5 separate regions of the Mus musculus genome follow, and all the other regions are linked to region 3. A link is a contact called in public Hi-C and HiChIP or PLAC-seq data. All regions are on one chromosome and are shown on one strand. Each heading gives the region's core, a stretch centred on a gene start, on an enhancer-like site or on the middle of the called end of the contact. The rest is flanking DNA. Distances are from core to core; before and after follow the strand shown. Region 1 has its middle 58 kb from the start of Gm25378. Region 2 has its middle 42 kb from the start of Gm52716. Region 3 holds the start of Epha7 (Eph receptor A7). Region 4 has its middle 60 kb from the start of Gm52716. Region 5 has its middle 180 kb from the start of Gm25378.

Evidence for each region. A called contact is a pair of places that touch in the nucleus more often than the background predicts. HiChIP or PLAC-seq counts read pairs in DNA pulled down with a chosen protein or histone mark.
Region 1: a contact with region 3 is called in a Hi-C map of bone marrow-derived macrophages, with 3 times the contacts expected there. The contact joins the enhancer-like site here to the promoter of Epha7 in region 3. A contact is called at or near these places in 1 of 39 promoter capture datasets (liver), 2 of 484 Hi-C or Micro-C datasets (ECoMG myeloid progenitors and bone marrow-derived macrophages) and 2 of 115 datasets of contacts at active chromatin or transcription factors (bone marrow-derived macrophages and embryonic stem cells).
Region 2: a Hi-C map of uterus shows a contact between it and region 3. The contact joins the enhancer-like site here to the promoter of Epha7 in region 3. A contact is called at or near these places in 3 of 39 promoter capture datasets (embryonic stem cells, hematopoietic stem and progenitor cells and neutrophils), 8 of 484 Hi-C or Micro-C datasets (cerebellar granule neurons, granulocyte-monocyte progenitors and uterus), 5 of 115 datasets of contacts at active chromatin or transcription factors (embryonic forebrain and embryonic stem cells) and 1 of 9 other capture datasets (liver).
Region 4: a Hi-C map of the N1E-115 cell line shows a contact between it and region 3, with 3 times the contacts expected there. The contact joins the enhancer-like site here to the promoter of Epha7 in region 3. A contact is called at or near these places in 2 of 39 promoter capture datasets (hematopoietic stem and progenitor cells and stem cell-derived epiblast-like cells), 1 of 484 Hi-C or Micro-C datasets (the N1E-115 cell line) and 2 of 115 datasets of contacts at active chromatin or transcription factors (embryonic midbrain and embryonic stem cells).
Region 5: a FOXA1 HiChIP or PLAC-seq map of pancreatic cancer cells shows a contact between it and region 3. The contact joins the enhancer-like site here to the promoter of Epha7 in region 3. A contact is called at or near these places in 2 of 39 promoter capture datasets (both in liver), 2 of 484 Hi-C or Micro-C datasets (liver and pancreatic cancer cells) and 1 of 115 datasets of contacts at active chromatin or transcription factors (pancreatic cancer cells).

What each region holds. Positions count from the first base shown.
Region 1 is chr4:28,420,527-28,425,980 of GRCm38.p6, forward strand. No RefSeq gene overlaps it. Among named protein-coding and RNA genes, the nearest start is that of Gm25378, 58 kb to the left of the region's middle. Within about 2 kb of position 3,990, at least 53 of the 459 cell types and tissues checked have an H3K27ac peak or open chromatin away from gene starts, as enhancers often do. A contact at or near this core is called in bone marrow-derived macrophages, where this site is marked.
Region 2 is chr4:29,132,228-29,137,234 of GRCm38.p6, forward strand. No RefSeq gene overlaps it. Among named protein-coding and RNA genes, the nearest start is that of Gm52716, 42 kb to the left of the region's middle. Within about 2 kb of position 1,909, at least 16 of the 459 cell types and tissues checked have an H3K27ac peak or open chromatin away from gene starts, as enhancers often do. A contact at or near this core is called in uterus, where this site is marked.
Region 3 is chr4:28,809,933-28,815,206 of GRCm38.p6, forward strand. It overlaps Epha7 (Eph receptor A7), which reads left to right and starts at 3,199. Exons shown (of 17, transcript NM_010141.4): 1 at 3,199-3,548. The coding sequence starts at 3,452.
Region 4 is chr4:29,150,055-29,155,567 of GRCm38.p6, forward strand. No RefSeq gene overlaps it. Among named protein-coding and RNA genes, the nearest start is that of Gm52716, 60 kb to the left of the region's middle. Within about 2 kb of position 2,622, at least 21 of the 459 cell types and tissues checked have an H3K27ac peak or open chromatin away from gene starts, as enhancers often do. A contact at or near this core is called in the N1E-115 cell line, where this site is marked.
Region 5 is chr4:28,539,259-28,544,250 of GRCm38.p6, forward strand. No RefSeq gene overlaps it. Among named protein-coding and RNA genes, the nearest start is that of Gm25378, 180 kb to the left of the region's middle. Within about 2 kb of position 3,158, at least 16 of the 459 cell types and tissues checked have an H3K27ac peak or open chromatin away from gene starts, as enhancers often do. A contact at or near this core is called in pancreatic cancer cells, where this site is marked.

The DNA.
Region 1 (5,454 bases), core at 2,740-5,239, 390 kb before region 3:
CATATATTTAGGTGGGGCAGATGAAAGGCATGCTGTTTCTTTCCTAGCAGGAAGAATATTCAACAACATCAAACTCTCCTTTTTCCTTCTTACCTAGTTATTATCTCCTGACAGTTTCTGTAACTCTCCTACATGTCCACGTTACGTTTGTGTGCTCATACCAAACATACTCAAGGTGCTTTGCCCTGACCCTTTTCTTTCCCTCGCTTGTTTCTAAAATGCTTACTTTATGTTATTCATATTCCTGAAGCATGCCAGTCAGATTCGTTAGTTCTCATTTCAGCTTGATGCAAGCTCTAGACATTTGGGAAGTGAGAGTCCTAGATGAGGAAATGCAATACCAAATTGGTCTATAGACAAACCTATATGCCATTTTCTTAATCTGTAATTAATTCGGGTGTCCCAGCCCATTGTGGTTGCTGCCATCCCTGGGCACGTGGTCCTCAGATTTATAAGAAAGCAGGCTAAGCAAGCTAGCAAGGAGCACACCTCTCTGGCCTCTGTTTCAATTCACATATCGACCTTCTCAAGTTCCTGTTCTGACTTCTTTCCTCTATGTGCTGTAATGTGGAAGGGTGAAGAAAATAATCCCTCCCCTCCCAAGTCAATTTTGATCATGGTGTTTTATCACAGCTGGGGAAAACACGAAGATCCCATCTCATATATTACCTCATGTTTTCTCACAAACTGTGAGATAACAAAGGTTATGTTTGTATTAAAAGGCAAAAGAAAACAGTTATTCAAATATATAACATCAGTTTGGGGATTTTTTGAAGTCTTTTGAGGTTATGTATTAATTCTGAAAATTGTGAACAATGTATGGTATTAATTTATAAAATATTAATTTTCTTCATGTAGTCATTCTATGTTATTAAGACACAAACTGTACTCTTATCACTTTTACATTTAGCTTTCAGAAAGGAAAGATTTTAGAATAACTTTGACATATATAATATTTGCAAAATGAAATGTTATTATTGAGATATCCTTTCATAACCCTTTTCTATTACAAAATTTTTTTGTGTGTATGCTATAATTAATCATTTTTATGTGTGGAAAAATATACAGACCCAAGTAACACCCACAATGGGGTGAGTATCTATGTATTATCTATCTATTTATATCTATATATATAATTCAAATATGGAAATAGAATTTTTAATATATTATGTTTCTATGCATGTGGCATTGGAATGACATTGCTTAACTTTATTTTTAAATAAGCTTTCTTTTATTCAATGATCCCTCTTCCCTTTATAACATAACATAATTTTTTTCTATTGTCTGTAATGGAAATTAAAACTCGTTATCCATTCAGGTTGATATTCTAGGGTTATAATATAATTTCCCATAGTAGTATATTAATATTTAATTTGATTTTATAGGATATTCATTCATAATTATCATTTTTCTGGAACACAATTTAGCAATCTAGAATAATCCACAAGGTAGTCTTCCCTAGATCTTCATTATGTGTCAAGGTTAGGTCTGTTGCATGTCGAAATTTCAATATTACAATGTTCAAATCAATTCAAATTCAGCTCTAATGACTGAATTTATAGTGGTTCTCCCTTAATTCTGATGTCGTGTCCTAGTAAGCAGCTCCACTATACCTACAGTTGCCCAATATATGAACTTGGAGTTCTCCTTAGCAATTCTTTCTTGACACAGCATCTGTATCTACCTTGAAATGCCCCTCTCAGGATGTATGTTGGTATTCTATATTTGTAATTTTTCTTATTTATTTTCCTTAATTACAATGCAAGTGTCCTACATAAGCATAATCATTTCTATACAGTCACTTATTGTCTCTGCTTGAGTGCTACAGTGAACTTGAGCCTTCCTTCATTTTGCACATGCCTGAGAGACAGAAAATTCATCTTAAATGAGATTATACACATCCCTGGTTAATGTCATATCCTTCCTTCCTATAGCTGTTGCATTGAAGAATATAGCCATCTTTCCTTTTAATAGTGATATCACCAGACCACACGTATCTGGCAACCTCTCACTCTTTTGTTGCTTCGTTATATGACCTCTTAAGCTGTCATAAAACACATTCAAATTTTACATTTGTTCTCATGATTATTCTAATTTCTTCTTCTGAATTCTAAACTCTGTAGGGTAAAAGCATATTGTGCCTTTATAATTGTCTTTAGTAACTACTAAAATACCTGGATAGAACTTACAGGTAATATTGATTAGAGAAGTTACATGCATACATATTTGCAGCCAACATAGTAGTGATTCATTTATTCTAAAATAATTTTAAATTCCAAGTAAGCCAGTAGAATTTTTTACTACAAATAATGTAAATTTATAATTTACATCTTTAAACATTTTATTTAGTGAGTTGCTTTGTTGATTCAAAGGCTACTGTTATACTTTGCTGAGTCATTGTTCTGTATTCAATATAATTTTCAAATGTAGAATCTATAACCAAAGAGTTCTGTGCGATATCTCTCTATCTTTCAGTAAGACTATATTTCTAAATGAACTGCAAGTAAGTTAGAAAATTATAGTGCTGAGATGATTCTGCCATTAAGATTACCATAATGAGCGGTGAGTATGGTTACAAAAGCAGTGAGCTTTCATGCAGAATGACACCACACAGCATTAGATCTCATTTGAATGAAGCACCTTGAATTCACTGCGAAGACTCCCAAGCTGAGGATGCAGTAAGAGATTTGGTCTTGCAGGGGAGATGACTTGACAAGACGGTGGAATGTAACACTAAGCTTTTTATGAAGAACGTGCCCTATGAAATTTAATTAACTAAGTTTAATGTCTCTTTACTTTCTAATCCATTTTAGATTTATTTAGAGAATCTTAGAATTTGTTTTAACAATTCCTTAAGGGTTTGAATAGATCTTCATGAAGACTTGGCTCCAGGGTCAGAAGAAAAATGACCTAAATACAGATAATACCATCTAAGAGCTTTGAGTTCAAAAAGGTTGTATAACCTCCTACACCTGCAGTTTCTCTTCCATGTAATGGAGATGAGAGGTTAATATTGCCTACCTTATAGAATGGTGATAAGAATTATAAACAGCCCTTTCATCTGAGTTCGATCTCTTCAGATGTAAATACACAATACAAAGTAATTGTATAGGCCTGAAAAGTCTAACAGAATCATGGTCAGGGCAGGGGGGAGAGAAAACAGATAAATAGCACAATGAATATGAAACAATAAATGGAAAAATTGGTAGAGCAGTTCTAAACGGTGAGTGGGAAGGGAGATCAGTATGGAAGAAAGGAGGAGGGGGGACAAAGAAATGCAAAAATTTTGAATAAGCCCTAAAAGAATCACAACATTTTTATTCACCTAAAATTATATACATAATATTAAAAATTATATATATGAGTGAGTATATATATAAAATTTCAGCCACCAGGGCTACCAGTGTTGCATAGACCAGAAAAAGCCCTTGTTCCAAGAATGAGACACCACCTTGTTTGGTCAGGGTTGTCTATGCAACTCCCTAAAACACATAGACTAATATTCTTTCTCTTGGGTGTCCCTCAGAGACTGAAGCACTGATTTCTGAGACATTGCATACTTAGGAGCCAGGACTCAGATTCTTTGAACTGGATCTAACCTGAAAGTTTCCTTCTTGTAGTCTAGCTTCCACAGTTCAGGCAATTGTTATGTATGTTGGCAAGAGGAGGGGACATTTAATAGTTCCACCTAACACCAACGCCTATGAAAGACAATATTGACCACTATGGGAAGATATCTGTAAAAGTGCAATAAATGGTGCTTACATGTGTAGGGTAACAACAGTTGCATAGTAGTACTTGTTGATTATAAGTGGCAGGATCCATAGTCACACCATATGACAGGAGGGAGGTTTATTCAGGGAAAAGAAAGGGGATACAGAGGCTGTATCTGGCTGGAGGAAAGAAAAAAAGTGGGGGAGGAGAGGAGGAACAGGGCCTTGAGTAGGGATATGGTGCATGCTCAGGAGAATGACATACAACAGGAAGTCATGGGAACAATGAGTCATCCCTCAGCAGCTAGGGATGATGAGTAATCACCAAGTCCCTCAGGCTGGCAATGGAAGTGCCTGATTGCCAACATTCCTCCCTTTTGTTTATTATAAAGAAGAGAAACTAGAAGGGGACTGATGGTGAAGTGGGGATAAGGACATTGGCTCGCTTAAAGTATTTTCTGCTGTCTGAGGGCAGCAGCAAATACTGTAACCTGCTATCCAGGGTACAGCTGATCATTACCATCACCATCACCATCATGCCACTTCTGATAGGCTTCACACCTCTCCTTGGCCAGCAGTTGGTAGTTCTGCAAAGGTAATTGATTAATCATCTGGTTGAAAATATTTTGGATCTCTTCTTGGTGAAATGTGGAGAAGAAATTGATAAACCAGAGTCAGAATACTAAAGCAGAATAATAAGAAGAGGGGTCAGGAAGGGCAGTGTCTACTTCCATGTGGGATTTTCAAAGGCTGAGGGACTACAGGTATTGAGTTGTTCTGGAGGTGTGTCTAGAGTTGTTGGATTTCTTTTTTCACTATACCTGACTTGTTGGTGTAAAAGCAACATACCACTTTGAGCAAAAGGCAAAGGCCACTTTTTTTCAACTGTAAGAAAGTGTAGTCCCCACAGGTTTTAAAGTACCACCTCTGCCAGGGAGTCAACCCATCCTTGGGAATTAAGCATGGTTTGGGTTACCTGCTAAAGATCTTGGGTACACTGGAAAGAAATTTGATGATACAAGGTTAAGGAAGTGTTTAGTCCTTCTGTTCCCGTGGCAAAACCCATGGTTACTTCTGCAATAGCCATGAGGGGCAAGAATTGAACTATGCTTTTGCTATACTGGGCAGCTATTGAGTCTATGACCAATGAGGACTGGTAGGGGATCTTCTCCATGCACCATTCCTAATTTGGAGAAGAAAAACACCAGCACACACAATTCTGACCAACTGGCAGGAAGGAAATGATAGACCTGAGTAGCACAAATAATCAAGGTGTTATGTACTATTGAGCATTGGGACAGAGACGAGGTAATGGGAGTTATGGTTCTCATCCAGTCAAAGGAACTTAGCCACCAATGGAACAAATTGCAGATGCCTTAAAATAGTTTGCCATGCCAAAGAGGGTGATAGAGGAAAGTTGGGGACTCTTGGCAACACCAGTGTCATGGAAGCTAGTGAAAGGTGAAATTTAGCAATCTGACAGGGTCACTGGAGAAGCTGTAAGTGGCAGTTGTGAGGTGGTCCCAGGAGGTATACATAGCCAGCAATCTCTGAAACAGCCAGGTTGGTTGACATTAAGGAGCCTATGGGCCAAAGTTAGAATCTGAAGCAGGATGTGAAATGACAAGTTTGTATTTAGGAGATGGGGTATCAAAGAGGCAATGACTTTGGATAAAAGCTTAATTACCTCTTGTACTTCTCCTAACTCCAGGGGCTGGGTAATTGGGACATATTTTCTCTG
Region 2 (5,007 bases), core at 659-3,158, 320 kb after region 3:
TCCCTTTACTATCACCCCAGGAGGAAATCTGCCGCTCCCTATGATCCGGAATAGCTGCTCCCAGGCATTGCTTTTGTTTATTCCTTAAGATTCAGAACTTGGTGATGAAACTAAACTGGTGATTTGCACCCTATTTAAAGTCAGGGACTGTGGCAAGCACTTTGCAAGACTCCTGTTTCTAGATTTTATGTATCTATCATATTTTATTTAGTTATTTCTTTATAGTGTATGAAGTTCTACTTTACATCACAACCCAAGGTATTTATATAGTATGAGAGAAAGAAGGAAAGAGTGAGTGAGAGAGAGAGAGAGAAAGAGAGAGAGAGAGAGAGAGAGAGAGAGAGAGAGAGAGAGAGAGAGAGAGAGAGAGAAGAGGTAGAGAAGGAAGAGAAGGAGATAGGACAGGGAGAAAGGAGGAAAGATCAAAAATGAAAAAAATCTGGAAAGGAATGAGAAGAACTCCTCGGTTTCCCCCATAAAAAGAGGCACAGAACCTTGACAAGAGAGGAAAAATAAAGCAGAATTGATGGTTCTCTAGTGTAAAATAAAGATATTTTCCCATGGAAGTGTAAGCATTTTCTTTGATTTATGAAATGATATTCATATTAACTCTTATTTAAATATAAGTTTCAAATCAAAACGAAGCTCTGAAGTTTCTAGCAGTAGGTAGCTAACGTAAGATGAAGCAGCAGTCTAAAATTATGCGTTTAAGCAAAATCTGGCTTGTTTTTTCAGCCGCGGGTTTTTATCTTTTCGTGATATTCATGATTTGGGCTACAAATTAAAACATATGAAGGAGTTGTCCGTTGAGATACTGCCATCCTAGAAGAAAAAAAAATCCTTCAGATGACTATTGAAGGATACCTCTTAACAAGATATTAAACACATTTTATTACTAGTTATTACGTGCATATCTTTATTGATAACTGAGTGAAAAGACAAATGTTTCTACATGTGTTAGATCAAAACTTTATTTCAAGTGGCTTTTTTTTTCAATATTGGAAAATCTTGAGTTCAGAATTATAAACAGCAGCAACAGCAGCAGCAGCAGCAGCAGCAACAGCAACAACAACAACAACAACAACAACAACAACAACAACAATCATCGTTCTATGCTAAAGCTTTCCCTGGAGAGATACAGTCGTGTGAGAGTGTTGAGTTCAAATCAGGAAACTGGACCGTGCGCCTCTGCCCCCTCCTTGCTTCCACCTTCTTGTACCGCAAATGCCATGTTCCTTTTATCAGAAGATCCACTGTGAAGTTGCAGCTGCTGCTCCAGCAGCTCAACTGAAGGGGAAACGTGGTAGCATGGTAAAAGAAGTGCTTTTGTAAATCATCCTTCAAAAGCTATCCTGGGAGGAGCCAGATAGACGTACGAATCTTAAGTGTTTAGCAAATAATTTTAGCTGTGCATTCTAAATGCAGCTCTCCGCCTTTACCTAATTACAGAAATATGTGCTGCAGTTTGCAGAACTTCGCCACTGTCATAACTTTTCTTGAAGTTCAGCCAACCAATGATAATAAAGCTGTCACGAGATTAAAGGGGGCTGCAAGTCATTGCCTCTGACATTTATATGTAGCATGGGAAATGCAAACAAGTCTGTGGAGTTATTAGTAATATTATGGACTTTGAATCCTTAAAGAGCAGTGGGTAAGACATCTGCCGCGGCAAGGAAGGCGGTATATCCAAACTGTACTTCCAGTCAGTCCTCTTTTGTCTGGATTCAGGACACCAAGTCTAAAGCGGGACAGGGAGCAAATTGGATGAAGGATGCTCCTAACACACACCCTTAGATGGATCAAACTTAGAGACTGGAGAAAGAAAATCACGGAACCTAACGTCCAGCCCCTCTGTCCCTCTCTCAAGGCCCCTTCTTGTCTTGGCCGCCTGTCCTGGATTTCAGTGCCAGCATTGAGCTTGGAGCAGCTGGCATTGTGTGGGGGAGCCATAAAAACGTTCCTCTGAGGTTTCCCAGCCACGCCGAAGTTTGTTTTTGTTTAGTGCCGGATACTACACAAGAACAGAATTGAGAGGAGGAAAACCCCCGACATTATTCTAAATGCTATGGAGACAATCTATATTTTTATCATTGAGTTTTATCTACCTTTGTCAAGAAAAAAAAATTGGCCTCTCTCACCTTTCTTTGGACCATGAAGCACCTTGCTCCAGTGACACAAAAACTCAACACCCTATACTTCCTTCTAACGTTTTTTGTTGTTGTTGTTTTGTTTTGTTTTGTTTTATTTTGTTTTGTTTTGTTTTGTTTTTTTGAGTCTGGTCACCCACAAGTCTACAGCAATGCCAAACCTTGCTTCGAATGTAAAAGCTCTCATACAAAACTAACCTTGGTGTTGATAGTCAGCTATAATTCGGTCTCTGGTATTAGGCAATAAAAATAAACAATGACAGTTTGTAATTGATACACAACTAATTTGCACTCGGGGCTTGTGTGTGAGTGTGTGGGTGTCAGGTAACAGTGCAATGGTGAGTCTTCATGCAAGCTGTCCTGTCTTAGTCATCTTTCTTCTCAAGGAAACATCACCTTGCATGTGACTCCAGCCAGAAGGTGCCTGAGAGTTAGAAAGAAGAGAATATTAGAAGTGGGGTCGGGAGCCACCCCATTGGGTGAGACATTGGGATGGTTCAGTTTCCACTAATAACTAGTTAAGGACACCTTTTCTGTCAGGCATTGTATTAGGCTTCTACAACTAAAACTGCATTTGATTGCAAGTAAACTTTCATCTGTCCTGGTCTTACTTAAGAAAACAATTGTTTGTTCTTTATGTGACTAAGCATTCCTCCAAGCAAGCTTTATGATAAACATGAGTTTGAGCCCACTGTTTCTTTCTGGCGGTTCAAAACACAACCAAGGAATTTCTTAGAACATTTATTTGTATAACAATTATGAAGATAAAGAGGTCACCACACTGTTTAAAATCTAGCAATGATTTTTAAAAAGCTGCTTATTTGTAAATGATCCCGTGCTATCTTCTTAGTTAATAGAGTATTTCGAGGAAGCTAAAAATAGTTTGCCTTCAATAGCAAATGGTGATAGTTTTTAATTTTGGGAACCTAAAATGAATCGGGCTAACATAAATATTCTATTGGGTGTAGCACTTTAAGTGCTTACTTACTGTCATTGGCTTGGTGCTTAAAGGAGAACATTGGCTGCTGGCTCTGTAACAACTGGAAGACTGAGATGCAGAAAATAGGTGCTCAGAAGGACTCATTAGTGACATGCTACTTAAACAGGTTTTGAAAATACATTGTGTGTTACCAGAGTGTACCTATGTTCTAACTACACATGAAGTGATTACCTGTTCCCACTATACGCAGCTTCAGTTATTGTTCAGTTTTCCACTAGTGGTTAGAAGCAACCAGCCAATGGAAAATCATTAAGGGAAAGTAATTCAGAATTGCCGAGTACTAAGTTTTAAAAGTAGTGACAGCAAGGCACATTTCTGTGCTAACATATGTGAAGCCCCGGGGTTCTAAGCTATCCAAGGAATCACTGAAATTTAAGATTCCTAATGTCTAGAACAGACCTTCTGAGCTTGCAGCCTGAGCCAAGGCTTTGCAGACTGGTCGCACGTGCATTTTCACATGACCTTTAGGGGGAGGGCTGAGACTAAGGAGGTTTTTGCAATAAGAGAAAAGAAAGGGGTCCGACAGAGGAGCAAAGCAGAAGTGTAAACAGAGGGGGAGGTGTGGAGGGAAGGTATTTGAATCTGAATGGTGAGTTAATGATTCAATTAGTTTTCCACTTTGTTAAACTACATTAATCCTCCTTTATCAGGTCCCCATATTGAAACTCTGTGAAAAGAAAAATGCAAAGGATCTTAAGAAAAATTCTAAGAGCCATAGGCTTTTAAATTGTTAATGCTTCCCAAATACATGCTACCCATTGGAAACCCTGGAGATATTGTTCTAGGAATCTTAAGATGTGACTGTGAATGGGGCATGTTCTACTGGCCTCCCAGTCCCGAAGTGGAGCCTATCTGAAGTAGGCTTACAGAGTGTGCACTCTATTTTTAAGCCATGGAAGAAAACAACTATTCTAATTTAACAAAATAGAGGGTTGTGATTTGAAAATAACTGACTATATGTAAAATATTTCCAAAATATGATAGTGGAAAGTTGAAAGTGACAAGGGTGAGGGTTTTGTTGTTGTTGCTGCTGCTGTTGGTTTTTAATTTTGTTTTTCACATTCTTTGTGCTTCTACACTTACCTTTCAATTTATAAAACGATACAGATTGGATCCTTGAACTTGGATTCTTATTGGCATTTGTCCCTATAATCGTCAAACACATTTCATTATGATCAGGCAAACCCTATGCTATTCTCACAATTACATATTGTTCCAAATATTTACAATCTAACAGATGTGAAATTGGTTCACTAAGTATATTAAGAGAATGAAGAGAGATGGAAAACTGCTGAAGCAAATTACCCACAGGATAGGGAAAATGCAGCCAAGGCGGGCTGGTCATAAACGTCAAACTGCCCGTTGGAATTAATTTGAGGCTGAATCTTATAATGAGGTTTATTTTAAATATAAACTAAAACTCAAAGTCTGTTGCACAAGTTATAGTAATGGCTCACTGGTATATGATTCAAATTGATTAGTTTTAAATTACACCATAAGCATCTTAATTTACACACACACACACACACACACACACACACACACACACATGCACACACATACAATGTATGTGTGAACATTGAGATGCTTATAGTATGTCATATGTGTATTACAGTTATGTACTATAAAGATGTATACCTATTGCATCTATATATTACATACCAAACATATATGTTGAACATTTTTTTTCTTTTAATAGTCAAGTCCTTACAGTGAAATTTCCACGTGATTTGATTTCTTTAGATAACTGGTTTATGGGTCAGCATATAAAAGTTCTAAATAATCGGAATTTGGGGAAAGGACTGATTTTCACAATGCACAGGCAGTGGAGGAACTTATAGGAGAAGATAGAAAATAAAG
Region 3 (5,274 bases), core at 1,949-4,448:
TCTACAGATGCAGTTCCTAGATATGCAGAGATAAACCCATTGAGCCACTTTTGCTATTAGAAAATGCATAAGACCTACCCCCTGAAAATACTATAATATATTATAGTATTTAAGAAGAGAAATTCTAAGTATTTCTCATCTTAAAACCCTAAGCTATTTTAGAGGCATAAATACTAAGGTAAATATCAGTATTGTGGAAAGTTAAAAGAAAATAACAGTTGTCTCTCTCTCTCCTAGAATACATGACTTAAATGGTCATTAATTTTTATGTATGTATAATTATGTGTAGACAATTCAGTAAATTATTAGAGAAATGATGCAAACTGAATAACATTTCACAGTGTTTTTGTATTTGAAGACAGGCATTTTTTTTTAAATCTTTCTACTTTATCATAGATGTTTTAAAAAGTGGATTCACAAAAATAAGGTTTTATTATTCATTCCTGTGTATTTAGAACTTGAGATAGACTATTTTTAGTAACAATTCAGAATGAGTAAATAAAGACAATGAGTAAAAAAAAGTTTTTTTAATTTCTGGGTTTTTTTTTTGGTCAAACATGTTAGTTTTATAAATCATTTGTTGTTGCTCAAAAAAAGAACATGTTTTTAATTCACTTTGTATATGTACAACATGAATTTCTAAAATTGGTCAAGAAATAGTTTGTATAAAACATAGGTATCCAACTAAACTTATCCATTTTTAAAAGATGTGAGAAAATGTATTCTGTTATTTTAAAACATGGAATCTTTTGTTACTGTTTAATTTCCATAGCTCTACATAGGAATAGAATTATATGTGCTCTACTATTTATAAAATATACTTTAGTATAACGTGTTAAGACACGCTATTAAACATTAAACTTTGAACATTCTCTTCTTAATTGTCATGCATTTTCATTTCAGTATCCTGTCTTCTTTATCAACATATCTACATAGCACAGAAGAAAGAAGGTTGGTGATCCCAGACATGAACATCTTTGTATTGCTCAGAAGGGGGAATGTCAGCAGCCCAGCACAAGAGCAGCTAATTTGGAACTTACATCTTAAATAAATAAATAAATAAAAAGGGTGTGGCTCTAATTGTGCCTGTGTCTGATGGGAGAAGTAGCACACACTAGCAGGAGTCTCCACACTACTTACCCTCCTCAGGGGAAGAAACAGTACATTCTCTGAAGCCTCCTGGTTAAATGGGGGAAGTATTTGTATTCCTATCACCAAGTAGGAGTCCTTCAGTAGATGAAAGGGGTATTTTAAACCGTTGAAGCTATCTTGGTGGCAATCTAGGATGTTGAGACCTCAGAGAAAATGTCGAAACCTTGGAAAATTTATTTTGACGATTAGAAATTGTTTAATACATATCATCTTGTGATTTTGTGAGTTTTTAAAGCTTAAAGAGTGATTTATATTTTTAATTCTGACTTTGAGCTTCCAACTTTTACCCTGATTGCATCTGTTTGGGTTAATAAGGCTTCGTGTTCTCTGTAACCAGTGTGCTTTGCCTATATTGTTTTGTCTCCTTCCAAGATTAATCTATGAAGCCTTTTCCATTTCTTATGCATCTTTAAAGGGCACTTAAGAGACTTTTAAGCATAATTTCTAAAATATTCAATAGACCTAATGTCTAGCAATACGTAAAATTTAATACATAAACTACAGAAGCGACGTGATTGGAAAAGAAGGAAAACTTCATTTCTTTCTTTGGTATAATTATATTAGGCAAGTTAAACAACAGAAGAAAACCGTAAAAATAGAAAAGAATCTGGGGGCTGTAATCTCTTTTTATCTACACTATCCCTCCTGTACATATCAGAGAGAAACCAGCACACATTTCCAGAGGTCAACCAGGAAGTCCGAGGTTGAACTTTTTGTCCATCAGAAATAAAGGCTGATCATCAATGAGTGTTTATTTTTCTTTCCTTTTCTTTAAAAATATAGAACAATAAAAGGAAAATCCATCTTAAAATATGACGTACTTATCTACTCAGTGTGACCCTTGACATAGATGATTTGGCCATTACATTTTTAAGATTTTCATTTTACAATGTCAACCACCTCTTGCTTGCAAAGTGTGCAAAACTGCCTAATGGAAAACAGATTTCTCCACACACTTTTTTCTTGTAGCTAGGATTGGGTGAATTCAAGTGGAAATGTTGGTTACATTTTTAGTCTTAGCTTTTTTTAGAAAGATAATTACAGAATAATTATGGACTAACTACAGAAAATAGTAAATGTTTGCCCAAGTAGAAGGAATGGCTATGTGAATTTAGTACCTGGCGGCTTTCTTTAGAACTGAATGTTATTTACACAGCGAAATGGGAAACAATTCAAGTAGAGCAACCTATGAAAGACCCCAGAAAATGAGAAGCATGTAAGTAAAAACGACAAGAAACGTTTTCTAAGGTCCTATTTTGCCTGAGAAGAAACTGAAGATAGAAGGAGAGAAGAGGCGAGCATAAAACAAAAGACTTCCTTTCTCCAGCCCCACTTTCCCTGTTTCTTTTGTCATAGGTTGTTGTGAACTCAGGCAAACATTGAAAGGTTTTCTTTTGGGGGGCGGGGGGCACTTTTGATTAATTTTATTTTTCCAGAGATAGGGGAGTAGTAGTTAAACATGCCTCTCGAGTTACAGAACAGAAGTTCAAACTTTTGAAAACAAAAGAGAGGAAAAGAAAAGAAAGAAAGAAAAAAGGCAGAAAACCAAAGTTATCCGACCTGCTGAGGCTGCTAACAAAAAAGTAAAAGGCGTTCTAAAAGCATAGCTCAGTTTCACTGTCCGGGTCGGGGTCGGTGATTGGTAGTTGAGGGAAGGCTTGTTTCGCCTATGCCGTCTAGAAGACGTTGAGCAGCACTGCTATATACAGGAGTGTAAGACGGGAGAGTTATTCTCGGGTTTATTCAGCTCAGTGAAGCTGCAGTAGCTAAAAGCCAAGTGCTCCCGACTGCACGCCGCTGGCCTAACGCGGCTCGTCCCCGCTTTCCCGGCAACCGATCTGGGAGGGAATCCTGGACTCGCAACCCGACTCCGCTCGGCGTTGATTGGCTCCTGCTCAGGACCCCGCCTCCAAGGTAGAGGCGGCCACTTCGTAGGGACCCGCCCCCCGGCCGTGGGAATCGCCGCCTAGCAGGCGGGCTGCGGCTGCCACTCAGTCGGAGTGGCGGAGGCTCTGGGTTCGTAGCCCCGCCTCCTCCCCCCTAATTGATATTATTGGAGTGTGGAGCAAGCGGCCGGTCTGCAGTCGGAGACTTGCAGGCAGCAAACACGGTGCGAACGAACCGGAGGGGGGAGAGAGAAATCAAACAGCTAAGCGTGGAGCAGACGGCCTGGGACCCAGAAGGGGATCGATGCGAGGAGCGCAATAATAACAACAATAATAACCCACTTCGGAGCAAACAGCATCTAAAGAGCTGCGACCCAACTGCAGCCTAAAAAAATCAAACCTGCTCATGCACCATGGTTGTTCAAACTCGGTTCCCTTCGTGGATTATTTTGTGTTACATCTGGCTGCTTGGCTTTGCACACACGGGGGAGGCGCAGGCTGCGAAGGAAGGTAAGGCCAGAGGAAAGCAAAGTTTGTTCTGACTTATTTATTTCGCTGTCTACCTGCACGAGCCGACGGGTCCGCGGCGCTGGCCGCCGCGCCTCCGGCGCCGGGCGACCCTCCCTCGACCCCCCGCCCCCTCCCCGCCCTCAGTTCCAATCGACCAGAGGCGACCGGCCGGGACTAGTCGGGGCCCCGGAGCTCCAAGGGGTGGCCGGGGACTGGCGCGCGCTCTGCAGCCGGGCAGCTCGGGGGGCCATGGTGGCGAGGCTGAAGGGCGAGCGAGCTCCTTTGCATCCGGCATCTCGGGTCTTCAGCTCCAACCGCCGCGTTTGCTCCTTCTCTTGCGGTCGGCCTGCCGTGGACGCCACAGTGAGAGTTGGTTCGAAACCTGGGGAGTGGAGCTCCGCGTCGCCCCCAGCCTCCCCGGAGGAGCCGAGACTTCCGTGGCTGCGAGCGCTCGGGCTCCCGCCGACTCGCTCACTGCGGCGGCGGCGGCGGCGGCGGCGGCAGCGGCGCGGGCCTGCGGTGGGCGCTCGGCTGCCGCTCGAAACAATGCGGCCGCGAGGGGAGGCAGCGCGCGGGGCTCGGGCTCGACCCGCCGCCGGGAGGACTGGCCGCAGCCGGCAGTTTGCACGGAGAGGCCACCGAGTGAGAAGTCTCCCGTCACTTGGCCCAGGTCCGGTACTCCGGGAGTCCAAGTAGCCAGTCCTGGCCTCTGGGGACGAGTTCTGGTACGCGAGGGGAGGCTTCTTTTGACCACAGGATACGCCTGTACGTGGGTATTTTTCCCTGCGTCTCCTTTGAACCATTGGCAAAAGGTAAAATACCTTTTGGTGCCTGTAGTTGGAGCTGGGGAAAAATAAATCCTGTCAAAGGAAGTGTCTTGCTGCTAAGCAGTGTCACAATACCGGTACCTCATCTGACAAGCTTGCGTTTCTAAGGTTGATTTCTTGGATACTTTAGAAGCCTGTTCGGGGGTGTGGAGGGCGAGAGATCTGTTAGATTTAGGTCATAGCAGTACTAAAGGGAGGGGGCATACTGGTCCTCGATTCTTTTATTCCTAAAACTTAAGATTTCACGCGGCTTTTCTTTATTCTCTTCGTCCACCCTTCTTCGTTAACTCAACATCCCCAACCCGGTACAGTACCCTACTTTGGAACAGCCTGACCTTCTGGCCCCACTTTGCACATCTGCAGTCTGTGTTGACGCTGAATCCATTGAGAGAAAAACGTGCCTCTGAGCTGATGGTTATGTCTGCAGGTGGACCAGCATCTGCTACACACACACATACACACACACACACACACACACACACACACACACACACACACATCAAACATACATTTCAAGCCTCTTGACTTTGGTGACCAGAAACCGACACCCTGCCACCTTGTCCCGATTCCTCCGGAATAGCGGGATCTAAGGAAAAGTTTGCCCCGCACGGCGAAGCGGCGCGCGCGAGCTCTGGCAGACTCCAGCAGGAGTTTGAGCTATAAATAACTGCATCACTAGGGGGAGAGGTGCCTGCAGCCAGCAGGCCTCTCTTGCTCTCCTCCTCCGGTGCTACGTGGAGAGGGTTCTGATTCTCGGAGCCTGAGTTCTTTAGATGCAGACAAGATGTTTAAGAGGCAGGTGGTAGGGAACGCGCCCGACTTCTCGGTGGCGACGCTCGGGGCGCTCCGGCGCGCAATCAGGCGGTGGCGTTCCCTGAGCGCTGCTACCCGGAGGTGGC
Region 4 (5,513 bases), core at 1,372-3,871, 340 kb after region 3:
AATCTCACACATCTTCTTACGTTTTCAACATAGAATCTTTGCAAAATTGAGTCTTGAGGACTGGCAGCCAACCATGCCGCGGTATTCCCCTGTACTGCTCCTGTTCTGTAAACTTGTCTTTTTTATTATATACGTCATTAAACAAGTGACTCCCATTATGTACTCTTTTACTCGTATTTTAATTTATAGAGTATAGCTGTCATTTCACAAATACAACTCCCTTTCTGTTAGTAACTTTTTTCTATTTCAAACATTTCTTTCGACCTTTTTAAAGTTTAGTATCTTTATTATGAGAATTTTTTGGAAAGAAATTTGATTATCAGCTGATATTGTCTGAAAACAAAACAAAACAATGCTAGTATTCTTCTTTAAGATTTATTTATTTCTGAGTACACTGTATGTATCTTCAAACATACAAGAAAACATCATTGGATCCCATGACAGGTGGTTATGAGCTATCATGCAGTTACTGGGAATTGAACTCAGGACCTCTGGAAGAGCAGTCAATGCTCTTAACCATTGAGCTATATCTTTAGCATTAAACTAGGGTTTTTTTTTTTGTTCTTTTGTTTGTTTGTTTGTTTATTTGTTTGTCTTTTTTGAGACAGGGTTTCTCTGTGTAGCCCTGGTTGTCCTGGAAGTCACTCTGTAGACCAGGCTGGCCTCGAACTCAGAAATTCGCCTGCCTCTGCCTCCCAAGTGCTGGGATTAAAAGTATGCTCATACAAATTTTTCTTCTGGGAAGAAATATGGACATTGTTGCTGTGACAGAGTTTAATGTGGAGAACACTATTTTGTTATTTTGAGGCATATTCATTGAAAAATTCTATGCTCAATTAGAGATAATTTATTGGATATAGAATATAAATATAATTGAAGCCACCTATTTAAGAGCAATTTATAAAGAGGCACAGAGGGGTGGACAGTCCATCTTTAGACTGAAGGAAGTAAGCCTGTGTCTTAAGGCAAGTCTTCTTCCTTTATATAGCTCTGTCAACAGATTACTTCTTGAGGTCTATTTGATTTGCCTGTTGTTATATGGATCAAAGTCCTCAATTCTTTCTTTATTACTTAATGTTAGAAAGGACAGAGGGTATCTATATGTTGCCAAACAATAACTTAAGCCTAACATTATGGGCATGCACATATAAAACCTAATATTTTAGCGAAACAGGACATGCCAACAGAAAAATGTTAGTCTCTAAATAGTTTTTACTGAGTGACTCTTGTTCTAGGTTCCAGATTCTGTATGAGTGCAGTCTTACTATATACATATTCCCACTGATGCTGTTTAAGACATGATACAGCCCAGCACTTGGGAGGCAGAGGCAGGCGGATTTCTGAGTTCAAGGACAGCCTGGTCTACAGAGTGAGTTCCAGGACAGGCGGGGCTACACAGAGAAACCCTGTCTTGAAAAACAAAACAGAACAACAACAACAACAAAACAAAAAACAAAAAACAAAAAACAAACAAACAAAAAAAGACCTGATACAGAGTAGATTCCATTTCTAGCTCTGCCAGTTTTGATCAGTATGTGTTCAATAATCCAATCTGAGGGATATTGGAAAAGTCATATTCCTAATAAAACATTCATATTATATATGGCTGTCATATATATGTGTATATATATATATATATATATGGCTTCTTCACTGTATACTTTCAATATTCTTTATAAAATGTAAATATTTTCTGAAATTCCAAGTCTTTAATTAACTACAAGTTAATACATACTGCTTTGCCATTTAGTCATCTTCTGTGTGTCAGAAAGGAGCTAGCAAAGCTTGCTGTTATTGACTTTTTGAAAAAGAATGAGAGGAAAGCCATAGGGAGAGATAAGCAATGGAGCAGTATGAACCAACAATGGTATTATGGCATAGTACAACAGCATATAGTGGTGGTATATGATGAGCCACAATGGCATGCACAGTACTGAACAAAGCCTTTCTCATTCCCAGTGCCTTCAGAAATACTATGCAGAGCTCACTCCTAAGCCTTTGTCCAGGCACTGCTTCCTCAATTATTCTTGCTTAATGCTATCTTTCTGCTGGAGGACTAGGAGCTCCCAAACACTTATTCTCTTTCAAACAATGGAGGACTATATTGCCCTGTACAGGTTGCCAAAACAACAGAACTCCCTAATTAAGAGACTTATTTGATTTATTAGAAAGGATACTGTGTAGGAGAGATAAAATAAGTGGTTAAGTGCAGGCAAAGCAGTTCCAGATGCTACTCAATTGGCCATGCGGTCTCCTTGAAAGCTCACCCATAGGTGTCTGGCCCAGCTGTCCTAGATTGCGACTACTCTCAGGCAGACGGCTCAGCCATGAGGTGATTGAAAATCTAATTTTTGACCCATAGTCTACTTGGAATATAACAATTTTGTTGGCTTCTTGGTTTCTTCTCCTTTCCCCTCCATTGCTACTTGCTTCCCCATGTATGCACTCTATCAACCACTCTTCAGAGCAGTCAGTAGTGCGTGAGAACTGGAGAGAAGCCTATTATTTTCTGGACTTTAGAAACAGAAAGAGGCTGTGATCTGCTCTCGTTTACTCAAGCAGCAGCAGCATTTCAAAAAGGCTTGAGGAAGTGAGGAGGTGCTTCAGGCTGAGACTGCACAATTTGTCCAAAGTACATAAGGTCGAAGAAAACAATGAATCACTGTTCCACAATTGCCACACTGAATCCAAGGCAGTGTTCCCTTTACAAAGATAAACTTGCTTGAGAAAGGGCAGGAAGAAATACTACCAGGAGTATTTGGAAGAAAACAATGTTTCAATAAGCCTTTAAGAGACAAACTTGGGAAGACTGCACGGGTGAAGCAAGGATATCTCTCTCTCTCTCTCTCTCTCTCTCTCTCTCTCTCTCTCTCTCTCTCTCTCTTGGGTGAAGCAAGGATATCTCTCTCTCTCTCTCTCTCTCTCTCTCTCTCTCCCTCTCTTTCCATTTATTTTAAAATTTAATTTATATATTTTTTAACAAAAAGGATCCTGGGAGATCTGTCCTGCAACTGCCATTACCCTGTTGCGCATCCTGCTGCTTGGGTAGCTCCAGGTGGTTATTGATGGACCTGGTTACTTCCTCTCTTGATTACAGGATCTCAAGCGTGGCCAAGATAACTGTACAGAATGAATATAGATCTCACACTGCTTTTTAATACTTGAGTTCATACAGGGCTCACTAATTTTGAACGTAAAAAGATAACGTACCTCTACCTAACTAAAAGGCATGAAGCTCGTCTGACAGCACATTGATCTTCTGAATCACAAATGACTCTACCTGAGTTGACAAGGTGCCTCTTTCTTTTGCTCTGTCCACTGTGTGCCCTGTCGTAAAGTCATTGCTACTTGTTATGCTCTGCTACCAACCCGGAAGAAGATAATAAATACTAAAGTTCTTCTGTCTAAAGAAGGTGATGATGAGGAGTAATAATTTGTCCATGGGGTAATTTAAGGAAATGGAAGAAAAAAAATCCTTTTTCTGTGTGATTTTAGTGCCTAAAAATGATAATTTGCTTCTAGTAACACAGATGAACTGCAACCACAAAAGACATTTGAAAATATGTATTGAAGACTAGAATTTAAGTTGATAGCCCCCTGTTTTGATATATTTCTAAGCTTCTATTTTTCTTTGAAACAAAAGTATAAGTCCAAAGTTGTCTCATTCATTAGCCTAAGACATTTTCTTTGTACCCATCTTTTTCGGCATTTTGATTTGATATCCAATGGATGAGATCCCCTCTCTCAGGTCAATGATTTAGTTACAACCTACATAATTATTTATTTTCCTATGGTGTCATTCAGTGTCTTAACAAGACCAAGGTAGCATAACTTTGAAAGTTACAAATTTAAATATTTCTCAATATTTCCATTATTTTGCAGGAATAAATCAGGATCCACCACAAGTGAGAATTCATTCTCCTAAATATTTAACTCTACAGCTATATTTTCTTGTCTCTGTAGTTTAAGCACACACTGACTTTTTTGTTCTTAGGTCTCACTACTGAGTCTTCTATTCAATTTCAACTACTACTTCTCTCTATTCTTTTATACATCTTTACACCCATCAACATTCATTACTATGTTTATTATATGTGCATGTGTGTGCTTTGTTTATCTATGTTAATGAGTGTGCATGTGTGTGTGTGTGTGTGTGTGTGTGTGTGTGTGTGTGTATGTGTGTATGTGTGTGTGTGAAGCCATGCAGTTGATAACAGGCATTACACTCCTTTGCTGTATACTGAGACCTGGTCTCTTCTTGAAATTGAGCTCACTGTTTTAGCTACTCTTGCTTGCCATGTTGCTCTGAGGAGTCCTTATTTATATCTCCATCAAGCTCAATGAGCTTTTTTTTTTTCTTTTTTCTTTCTTTTTTTTTTAGATATTTTCTTTATTTACATTTCAAATGTTATCCCCTTTCCTGGTTTCCTCTCTGAAAAGCCTACCCCCCTTCCCCTGCTCACCAACCCACCCACTTCCACTTCCTGTCCCTGGCATTCCCCTTCACTGGAGCTTAGAGCCTTCACGGGACCAAGGGCCTCTCCTCCCTTTAATGACCAACTAGGCCATTCTCTGATACATATGCAGCTAGAGCCATGAGTCCCATCATGTGTTTTCTTTGGTTGGTGGTTTAGTCCCTGGGAGCTCTGGGGGTACTGGTTAGTTCATATTGTTGTTCCTCCTATGGGGCTGCAAACCCTTTCAGCTCCTTGGGTCTTTTTTCTAGCTCCTTCATTGGAGACCCTGTGCTCAGTCGAATGGATGACTGTGAGCATCCACTTTTGTATTTGTCAGGCACTGGTAGAGCCTCTCAGGAGACCGCTATATCAGTCTTCTGCCAGCAAGCACTTGTTGACATCCACAATAGTGTCTGGGTTTGGTGATTGTATATGGGATGGATCCCCAGGTGTGGAAGTCTCTGGATGGTCATTCCTTCAGTCTCTGCTCCACATTTTGTCTCTGTAACTCCTTCCATGGGTGTTTTGTTCCTCCTTCTAAGAAGGATCGAAGTATCCACACTTTGGTCTTCCTTCTTCTTGAGTTTCATGTGGTTTGTGACTTGTATCTTTGCTTCAGTGGCCTGTAGTCAGGTCCTCTTGCTTGTAGCATAAGTGTTTTCACCAGTTTTAGAGACCTTGATTCAAGATCAAATGTACTCATGTCTATAAATACATTCAGAATCACTTAAACATTTTATACTTAAGGGGGTAGGATACCAGATACTGCTGTTAACATCTATCTTCTGTGAATACAGTGAATACACATACACACTCACAACTGTTACTATGAGCATCGTTTCACCATACGTAACCAGAAATGAAGCTCAGCACTACTCAGGAGCTTTTCCCCATTTCTCTTCTGAACTTCTATATAACCATGTGACTACAAATCTAATAGACTTTTTAAAACCACTCAATACATCTTTTCTGTTTCTTCCAATAATAGACAATCCTGTAAGACTACTCCAAATTGAACAACAATTGTGCATGTAGCAGGGGCTTTCAGAAAGGAGA
Region 5 (4,992 bases), core at 1,908-4,407, 270 kb before region 3:
GAAATTGAGCCCATTGATATTGAGAGATATTAAAGATAGATGATTATTAATTTTCTGTTATATTTGTTGTTATAGGTGGCACTATGTGTATGTGATTCTCTCCTTTTTTTGTGTGAGTTGATTCATTTCTCATTTTTTCTTTGGTGTAGGTACTCCACCAAAATTCCACCAGAGTTCCTTGTATTGGAATTTTCCTTCTAGACTCCACTGGAGGGCTGGATTGTTAGATAGATATTGTTTAAATTTGGTTTTGTTCTAGAATGTTTTGCTTTTCTCATCTATTTTGATTGAGAGTTTTGCAGAGTATAGTAGCCTGTGCTGGCATTTGTGTTTTCTTAGGGTCTGTGTGACCTCTGTCCAGACTCTTCTGTCTTATAGTGTCTGTGTTAAGAAGTCTGGTGTAATTCTGATAGGTCTTTCTTTATATGTTACTTAGCCCTTTTCCCTTAAAACTTTTAATATTCTTCCTTTGTTCAGTGCACTTGTTGTTTTAATTACTATGTGACACGAGGATTTTCTTTCCTGTTCCATTCTATTTGGTGTTCTATAGGCTTCTTGTACCTTTATGGGCTCCTCTTCCTTTAGGTTGGGGAAGTTTTCGTCTATGGCTTTTTTGAAGATGCTTTCTGGTTCTTTGAGCTGAGAATCTTTACTCTCTTCTATTCATATTATTCTTTGGTTCAGTCTTTTCATTGTGTCCAGGATTTCCTGGATTGGGGGGTTAGGATTTTTTTATGTTTTGTATTTTCTTTGATCCTTTTGTCAGTATCTTCTAAGGTATCTTCTACACTTGAGATTCTCTCTTGTAACTCTTGGAGTTTTTTGTTGATGATTACATCTGTAGCTCCTGACCTCTTTCCTAGGTTTTCTATTTCCAAAATGACCTCCAGCTGTTTTCTTTATTGTTTCTACTTCCATTTTTAGATCGTGGACCCCTTTGTTCAATTCCTTCATCTGTTTGATTGTGATTTGCAACATTTCTTTAAGGTGTTTATTTGTTTCCTCTTGAAGGGCTTCTACTTGTATACCCGAGTTTTCCTGTATTTATTTCAGTGAGCTATTTATATCCTCCTTAAAAACTCTATTAGCTTCATGAGATAGGATTTTATGCCAGCATCCTGGTTTTCAGGTGTGTTAGGGTATCCAGGGCTTTGTGTTTTGGGAGAACTGGATTATGATGATGCCAAAGTATATTGGCTTCTGTTGATTATGGTATTGTGCTTGCCTCTCTCCATCTGGTTATCTCTGGTTTTAACTGGCCGGGGGTGGGGGGTCTCTGGAGCCTCTGTCCTTTGTCCCTGAGTTGAAGCAGGTCCCTTAGGAGACCTGTGGTTCTGGCTGTAGCAGATCTCCTTGGAAGTCTTCAATCTATGGGGTCTTCAGAGGGCCATATACCCTGATGATTTGTTTCCCTGGCTGCAGTTGATGATCTCCAGGGAGATGTTCAGACTCTTGGGTCTGTTACCCTTGGTCCAGCAAATCTCCTTGGAGGCCGTCAGGCAGTGGGTTTAGTTGTCTTGGGTGCAGCAGATCTCCTGGGATGCCTTCACACTGTGGAGTCTTCAGAGAGGCATGCAAGGTGATGATCTGCCCTGGAGAAAGGTGCAGGCTGGAAGGAAGGTAGAGTTTAAGCAGAAAGGATGTGTCCCTAGTCTTCTGGGCTCCTGGGGGAGGGCATCTCAGCTTCTGCAGTTATTTAGGAGGGTCTCTTACATGTCCTGGGTGCAGCAGATCTCCTGGAAGACCTTTTCACTGTGGGGTCTTTAGAGGGGCAGATAAGCTGATGATCCTTTGAGCGGAGGTGATAGGTCCTCCATCTGCTAGGCTTCTCAGGGTTCCCAAATGCTTTGTTTGGGAAGGTCCCTTTCCTATTGATCTGAATGTAGTAGATGTCCTGGGATGTCTTCAGACTGTAGTCTTCAGAGGAGCAGACAAACTGATGATCTGCCCAGAGAGAAGGCACAGGCCAGAAGGATCACTGGCATTGTTAAAATAATGAATTTATAAACAAGGTTTAAGAATTCCTCTCACATGTTAGAAAAGATAGGTAGATAAAAGTTATAATTTAATAATATAACATATTATATATTTTGAAATAAAATGCATATATAATACATATTTACTTGATACACAAGCATACTGACTAAAATATCATGTATGGGAAAAAGTGTCATGCTAACACAGTGATAGCGAAACTAAAATTACTCATTTTTAAAATTAAGTAGCACTATAGATGTGAAGATAAAACCAAAATATTCTAAATAAAAATTAAGCAGTGACACAGAGAATTCTTATGAGAAAGCAGGAAGAATTCAATGAAAGAACTTCTACACTCATAATATTTCTAAATGGCAACAAAATATTTTCAAGTTCATAATTTTTCACTTTCAATTGGAAAAATAATATTTTAAGTATTCCAGTGGATTTAGGAATTATTCATTATTTGCCAGGCACTTCATACAACACTAGTAGCTCTGTGGAATTAAACAAAACCAAAACACATAAAATATAACAAAAGTTAAAAAATTGCACCAAGTCAAGCTTTAAATGTCAACAACTAGATAGATAGGTAGATAGATAGATGATAGATAGATAGATAGATAGATAGATAGATAGATAGATAGATGCATGAAAACCTGCTATACCATAAGTGGTTAATCTAATATAATAATCGTTAAAAAATTGTGCTAATCATGCTACACAGTATGGCTGTCAATATAATTTTTATAGTTCTCTAATGTCTTCTTTAGTTAATTCTTCTAGTTTGCTAATTTAGAAACATTCAATTTTACACCATGGTTTAAACAAGTTAGTGTGTTTATTTAAAAAAAAAATCATGGTGAAAGTGGGCATCAAAATTTGTTTTTAAAATAAATAAACATGACCTTCTGGATCTCTCTCTCTCTCTCTCTCTCTCTCTCGTGTGTGTGTGTGTGTGTGTGTGTGTGTGTGTGTGTGTGTTTCATCCTCACAGTCTAGTCTTACTCTTTTATCTCGTCTCTCTTTATGAACAATGATAACTGTCAGGAACTGGGATATGAGCTGTGACCACAGGTTAGAGCAAAGTTAATTATTCTTTAAAAGCATCAGACCCATGACTTTGACCTCAGGAATGCTGTACTTGAAGCAATTGGACTAAGTCATCCACAGATAAACAGTTTGAAGAAACACAGTTGCTGGTTGGCTGCTGTTTAACCAAGAGAGCAGATAAGCTCATTTTCTCATACTTAAGATTTCCAGTTGAAGAAAAAATTTCCATTCCAGATCATTTGTTGCACTTTCACCCTCTTTCCTTTTCAATGTTTGCTTTTGCTCTTTCCTGCCAACACAATCCCTAAATTCCCACAGGACCATAGAGTTAAGGGATAGAACCAGTCATTGTTTGTCTTCTTTTAATTTCCAATCACCTATCACATCAGCAAGTTACTAACATACATTTTTTTCTTACAATTTAGATAGCCATCACTTATAAAAATGTTTACATTGAAGATGAAATCCCCTCATCTTTTTTTATTGTATATTTTCTTTATTTACATTTCAAATGCTATCCCCTTTCCTGGCTCTCTCTCCTAAAACCACCCTCCCCCATCCCCTCCCCCTCCTCCTTCTCACTAACCCACCCACTCCCACTTTCTGACCCTGGCATTCCCCCACACTGGAGCTGAAAAAACTGTGCTTTTGGTTCCTGTAGTCTTTTTTCCCCACTCTTTCATGAAGGATGATGAGTTGAGGTTGTTCCAACTTTCTCCTCCAGTTACCTCTTTAAAGTTCCCACTGCAAAGCAGGCTATCCATGGATGGGTTGATAACTAACTTAATGAACTCTCTTAATGGCTGACTTCCCTAACAGCATTCTGTAACTTCTCCAGTGCATTTTCCTCATGTTCGTTATACCCATCTCCCTCAGATCCCTCCATAATTACTCACTGTACCTCACCAAACACAGCACACCCAGACTTGTCTCCCTATACTTAAGGGCTCACACTGATTTTCTTAACTCTGCCTAACTTAAATTCTCATTACCACTCACTGTGCCTACTTTTTCAGCATAGGGTTAATAAATTATAAATCACAAAAAAAAAAAAAAATCAACTCTGCTTTCCTGTTTTCAAGCCACTGAGTCTGTTGTGGCCTTGATCTGGTCCATTGTGCCTGTTAGACCAAGTTAAGTCTTTGACATGTCAGTCTATAAGCACAGCTAAGAGATCTCAGTGTCAAATCATGGTTTCCTTCTCTTCCATGATCCTCATCACTACTTTTCAGACTACATTGGGGTTTTGTTTCTTCATCTGTTTTATTTTTTTTTTAATTTTCTCAACATAATATCATATATAAAATACTGAGCATGAAACTTAGAATATATGGCTTGGCATTATTTTTCTTAGAAACGTTTAAGACAGAAAGTGGTATTAAGAGTCGTTCAGAGTAGTTTTAAAATGTGATAAAAATAGAAAGATGCATTTGGGAGAATGACATTTTCAATTCAGGTTAAAGGTAATTTTCATAAAAATAAGGAGAAGCATTCTATATCATAAGGAATGTTGCATTTATAAATCTGATTAGTAATACATCGTTTTCATTATTTTAACTTGTTGTATTCTACATACTAGACCCAACTAGTTAGATCCTCAGTCTTAAACCCCTAAGTTAGGTAGTACCTATCCACATAGCCATTACATGAACTATTCTGTAAACTGAGCTATGTCATGCTCATGAGAGCCAAGAGGATTGCAGTTCTATATTCAAACTTTTCAAACTTCTCCCTTATCACTATATGAAGCTTCTGTTACTGGAAATGGGTTATATATAACTAAGTGATTGCCCTATAGCTCCCATAAGAACCACAAAACAACCCAGGCTAATTCCAAGGATATAGGTTGCTCTCCAAAAATGGATGAAAATATCCTATTGCTAAAGAGAATACCTATAAAACCAATTGAACATGGAGCAATTGAGCTTGTGCCTATACAGAGATTCTGTGCCTACTGACTAG